Linked DNA regions of Anser cygnoides: region 1 is linked to region 2. A link is a contact called in public Hi-C data. All regions are on one chromosome and are shown on one strand. The core of a region is the stretch at or near the end of the contact, and the rest is flanking DNA. Distances in the headings are between cores, read along the strand shown.

Evidence for each region. Hi-C and Micro-C count contacts between places; a contact is called where the count stands out from the background.
Region 1: a Hi-C map of liver shows a contact between it and region 2, with 2.4 times the contacts expected there. The contact joins the enhancer-like site here to the promoter of HIPK2 in region 2. A contact is called at or near these places in 3 of 7 Hi-C or Micro-C datasets (all in liver).

Annotation. Positions count from the first base shown.
Region 1 is chr1:61,054,451-61,057,238 of Taihu_goose_T2T_genome, reverse strand. All of the region lies in intron 2 of HIPK2 (homeodomain interacting protein kinase 2), which reads right to left. Among named protein-coding and RNA genes, the nearest start is that of HIPK2, 61 kb to the right of the region's middle. Within about 2 kb of position 1,533, at least 1 of the 3 cell types and tissues checked has open chromatin away from gene starts, as enhancers often do. A contact at or near this core is called in liver, where this site is marked.
Region 2 is chr1:60,993,985-60,996,771 of Taihu_goose_T2T_genome, reverse strand. It overlaps HIPK2 (homeodomain interacting protein kinase 2), which reads right to left and starts at 1,537. Exons shown (of 15, transcript XM_066997849.1): 1 at 1,187-1,537. The coding sequence starts at 1,205.

The DNA.
Region 1 (2,788 bases), core at 284-2,783, 60 kb before region 2:
TCCCCCCTTTTTTTTTAGTTACAAAACAGATTCTCCTACAAAGGTAGGATATCAGGAGCTGGCACTTAAAAGAAATACATATATTATACAAAGTGTAAGGAACTGACAAGACTGGGTGCAAATACACCACTGCTTCAGTTTCGGCCCTTTCAAGGCAAACTTCTCTGTTGTTCCCATTGTTGCATGTTCACATTGCAGGGTGGTTTCAGAGCATTAACAGCCTATTCACCCACTGAATAGGGCCTAGTCCAAAAGAGCCCTCACCGAGGCCAAAAATATGGGTGTCAGGTCCCTGGCACCAAGTATTTTGCTGTACAGCTCCTCTCCCACTGGGTCATACTAATTGCTAACGTGCACAGAGCTAGCATCTTCTGGGCTCTTGCACCTTCAGCTTGACCTCCTCTGTCATCCCTGGAGAGTGATTTTATGGTTTGCATCTCTGTGCTGACTTCTGGAGCAGTGCAACTTTCATCACATATTCCTTTAAATGAGGAGGATAAAAGCACAGGGCTAATTTATCACAGGACCATTTGTTAAGCCAATTAAAGTGTTAAGAAAATTAATTGAAAGGGTTAATACACATCTGTAACAGGCTATCCCGGTTATGACATTTACCTTCACAGCCACAACCAAGTTATCTGGTCTCTTCTCTGGAGTAAAGATAAATGTCAGCAGAGATCAACAATCATGTATTATAAATATACAATGCATAATTTTTTCTCCTGCTGTTTTGAAGCACTGAAACTGCTTTAGATGACAGGCATGAAATATTTAGAAACCGTTGGAAGAGAATGTTCTGAATCCTCCTAAACTTTTAATAACTTGCAAATCGTGATGTCACCCACAGGACAGCACCAGGAAGGTATCTGCCAAGCAACCACTGCCAAAAACCAGCCCCACTTGCACCGCACCTAGTGGGTAGTGTTTCCTACAAAGCAGGCTTTGTAGCCGCTGGATGTTGGCTTGTTATGCCCGGACAGTGGCGTGTTAAATGCAGAAGAAAGTTTGCAGAACAACTGCCTGCACTCAGTGAAATCCTGCAGGGAGCTCTCAGCTCAGCGGCAGTAACTCCTCACGGCCCGGAGAAGCACAGCCCGTGCGGGAAGGATCTGCTTTACGGTAGGCACACATGTGCTCGATAGCTGTTGTTTACTAGGTCATGTTGATTTTGCTTTCAGCTATGTTTTCTTAGGCACCCACGTCTCTTCACGTAGGAGTGCCTTAGAAATTACAAAATATTACTCCCACTCAACATACACGCGTACGTATACACTGGGTTTGTGTGTACATAGCTAGAGAGATGCCCACCACAAACAAACATTTGCATCCATCGCCAACCTGCAGGAAAGCCAAGGTGCTTTTGCAGCCCTGTGCAGCAAAGCTCCGCAGCCAAGCCAAGGGAGAGCTACAGCCTCACCGTCCCCTTGTCCCTTCGGGATCCACACGGCTCCGGCCCCTCCAGCCTCCTTCGCACAGGGACCAGGCTCAGCACAGCCCTGGTGGCCACCTCTCTCCTGGGTGGACCGAGGAGCAAAGAAGGGTCTTACAGCCTTTTCCTGCAACGTAACTTGCTTGCAACTCAGCATTTCCCCACAGAGGGGCCTCCAAACGCATGGATAATTTCGCTCTTCTCCTTCCCTCGCCTCCAAAGCATCTCTCCTGCTAGCCCAGTTTCTTGGAAAGCAGCAGGTTCTTGCTTCGCAGAGGAATTCCTGCTAAGGAAGCTGAGCACACTTGAGCCCTTCCCCTCTGTCCCAACCTCCACCCTGGTTTAGGAAGCTCACCTTCCTGGAAATACCTCGGCCAGAAACACAGCCCCACGACATTTCACCCTCACAGCACAACCCTCGCGCTTGCAGCAGCCACCCCAACAAGACCCACACGAGGACCTAAGCCATTAAAGGTGCATTTTACTGGGAATGGGGGCTGGCAGAGGCACAGGTCCGCAGGCAGACAACCGGCACACATCCCTACACCAGGCTGCAACACAAACCACCCCAACGAGTCCCCCTGCCCACATTGCCCCTTCCTTCCCCTGCGCGCCGCCGAGCTGCCGTCACGCCAGGTTTGTTTTCTTCGGTAAGCAATGGCTTGCAGAAGCCACTCGGCGGAAGTTATTAAAGCTGCTTTGGTATGGGGAAAAATCTCATTAACGTCAGCAAAAGGAGGAAGAGTTCTGAAAAGCTCCCAGCTAATTTGCTTTCTTTTAATTTTCTTGCAATTACAGTAAGCAGCGTAGCGCTCTCCCAATAAATGAGTCTTTAGCGCTGTGACAGGAGGTTTCTCCCCGAGTCACTTCGCGCTCCAACTTTTAACCCTTCAATAGGTTAAAGACAGAAGTGACTGCACGGTGCACCTTCCTAGAACAAATGGATTTCAGGCACTTCCAGTAATTTATCTCCACAGTGGAAAATCCCTGTTTTGTCTGTACAGCTTTTTTTTTTTTTCTTAATTTTTGCTTTGCAGTCATCGCAGCAGTACTGAGCTGGTACTTCCCACATCCTTTACTTGCTATAAATTCAGTTTCTCTTACAGTAAACACAGCTCCTAAAGGCTGCAATCCAGTTCTTTTCTGAAAAGAGGCTCGGTGTAGCATATCCCACACACTGGCTGATTTTTAAAACTCACTATGTATGTAATCTATTTTCCCTTACTGCTTTGGAAAGTTGAAGAGCAACAATTCTATTTCAGACTTCAGCTTATTATTTTTACTCTGCCATAAAAAAAAGAAGGGAAAAAATGTTGAAGAATGTTTAAGAATGCAGTCTGGAGATTAGTAAGGGGACAG
Region 2 (2,787 bases), core at 288-2,787:
GGCCGCGGCCTCCCGCTGGAGGCGGCCCGGGGGGCTCCGGGGCCGCCGGGGGCGGCGCGGCCAGCAGAGGGCGCCGCCGGAGGGCCGGCACCGAGCGGCACCCCGGGCCCGCCGCCGGCACCGGCCCGCCGCCGCCACCGCCGTGCTGGGCCCCGCCGCCGCGGCCCCTCCGCGCCCCCCGGCGGCGCCGGGCTCCGGCAGACGGGGAGGGAAGGAAGGGAAGGGAGGGGAGAGGAGGGGAGGGGAGGGGAGGAGAGGGCCGGCCGGCCTCCCTCCGCTGCCGAAAACGCTCCGTCTTTGTCTCCCGCGGGGTCCCGGCCGTGCGGGGCTGCCCAGGAATAACCCGGCGGGGCGGTAACTTTACACCGCCCTCGTCCCGGGCGCCGCAGCCCGGAGTCGGTTTTCCCCTCGGATTAAGTTTTGCCGAGCCTCGCCGCGCAGCCCCAGTCCCGCTGCCGGCCCCCCCAGCACCGGCACCGGGCGAAGGGAAGGCGGGGTGGGCTTCCCCCCGCTTTATGTAATGCTCCCCCGGCACCCTCCCGTAAACGCACCGCCAGGGGATTTAAACCGAGCCGTTCACACGCACACCGATACACGCACACCTAATTTATTATTTTTTTTTAGCCACCCCAAAACGTGCACCCCCCCCCCCCCCCCCCCCGAGCCCCAAAGAACTAAGTTAGGGCACTTGGGCTTCCCCCCGCAGGGCTCCGGCACAAGCCGGGGAGCTGACAGGAGGCTGCCGGCAGCCCCGTGCCCCCTGCCCGCTGCCACCGGGGTCCCTGCTCCCCGGGGGGGGGGGGGGGGGGGGGCAACTCCGTGCAGGCAGGCGAAAGGAGCCGGCAGCGAGAGCCGCGCCGAGGCGCAGGGCAAGCTCCGGCCACCTCATTGTTCTGCTCGGCACCGGCACGGACTTCGCCCGCCGCCCCCCGCCGGGGCCCGAGAGCCCCGAACCGCAGGACCGGGGGGTAAAGGGGGTGCCCGGGGCGGGGGGGGCAACCGGGCGGCGACCCCCGTCCGTCCTCGCCCCGGTCCCCCCCCGCGGGGCGCCGGGCAGGGCTGGGGCGCCCCGGCGGCAGCCTCCCCGGGGCACGGCGAGCTGCGGGCGGCGGGGGACCCCCGGTCCCGCGGGGAGGGCGAGGGGAGCCGCGCCGAGCCGTGCCGGGCTGGGGGTGGGGGGGCTTACCTTCGTACATGGGGGCCATCGGTGCAAGGACGCCTGTTATTCATGGCAACGCCGCCACGAACGACGCGAGATCGCAGCCCCCCAAACTCAACACACATCTGCCATCTTGAGCGGGTGTCTCTCGGCGGAGGCGAAGCTGCCGCCTGCCTTCTGCATCGCCGCCCGCCTCAGCGCGGGGGGAGCCGGGCACATCCAGCCCCGCTGCCGGCCCTCCGACGCGGCCGGGGCGGGCGGGCGAGCGGGCGGGGGGCGGCGGCGCCGGGCCGGGCCGGGCCGGGCCGGGGCCGGGGCGAGGCGCGGCGCGGGGCCGGGCAGGGGCGGCGGGCGGCGGGGCCCCCCCGGCTCGGGACGGCGGCGCTGGGGAGGGAGGGAGGGAGGGAGGGAGGGAGAGGGAGGAGGGAGAGAGGGAGAGGGAGGGAGGGAAGGAGGGGGGCTGGCGCGGTGCCCCCGCTCTCAGCGCGGCATGGCTGCGTGTGCCGGGGCGCCTGCAAAAGTTGCGCTGGGGGCGAGAGGAAGGGGGAGAGAGAGAGAGAGACGGAGGGAGAGAGAGGGAAGACGGAGAGGGAGAGGAGGAAAAAAAAAAAAAAAAAAAAGGGCAAAAAAAAAAAAAAAAAGCGAGCGAAGGGAGTTTGCAAATAATCAAGCGCCGATGGCACTGATCGCGGCTTCCCAGAAGGAGAGGGAGCGAGCGAGCGAGAGAAACCCTCTGCTGAGATTATGTGGGATCTTGTTTAACAACACATTTCAATCAGGAGAAAAAAGGAACAGTCAACAGAAGTTGGTGAAACACTTCTGTCTTCCCCCCCTCCTCTTTATAGAAAAGAGAGGAAGGGAGAAAAAAAAAATAAAAAAGGCAGCTGATTGAAGCTTTGCAATTCACTGGCTGTGGGGATCATATAATTTGAGCTCATGTTTTACAATAGCATGGAAAATTCCTACCTCTCGCCCTCTCCCCAAATAAATCTTCTATTCCCTCAAGGCATTTCACAATCTGGTTCACTGACAAAAGTTCCAGTTTTTCCTTTTTTTTTTCGTTTAGCTTGCTTTCAGTGTAAATATTTAGCGGATGCGTTTAAAATAAACATACGATGTTGCTTTTAGGATTTGGGTTATTGTTTTTTTTTTTTTTTTAAAGAACCACATCAAAGAAGTGTTTACTTATTGAGATTGACAGCCACTGCTACCCCTCCCCCCGTTTTTATTTTGAAGGATCCATCTCCCTCATTCAGCTCTTGCTGTAAGAGCACCAACCCGACCGGCATCGTTTTTGTCGATTCATACGGTAAAGCTATAGGCAAAGCCACGTTATCCAGAACCCTTTTTTTTTTTTTCCTGAAAGTGGCTTTACAAAGGAAGTTAAGTCACCAGGTACCATGACACAAGCAAGGAAGCCGAGACCCATGCAAGACACAGGGCGGCAAAGCCTCTGGCAAAGGTGGAAACAAAACCTCGGGCTGCGATCCTGCATTAGCTGCGTCTGGATCTGCCCGCCTGGAGCTCCTAACTGGTGAGCAGTCTGGGACCAGACTGGGGATGACGAACTCGCTTCATGCCTGCTGTTACGGCCAGTCCTAAAAACGCTGCCGCTCGCTGCTGCTGCC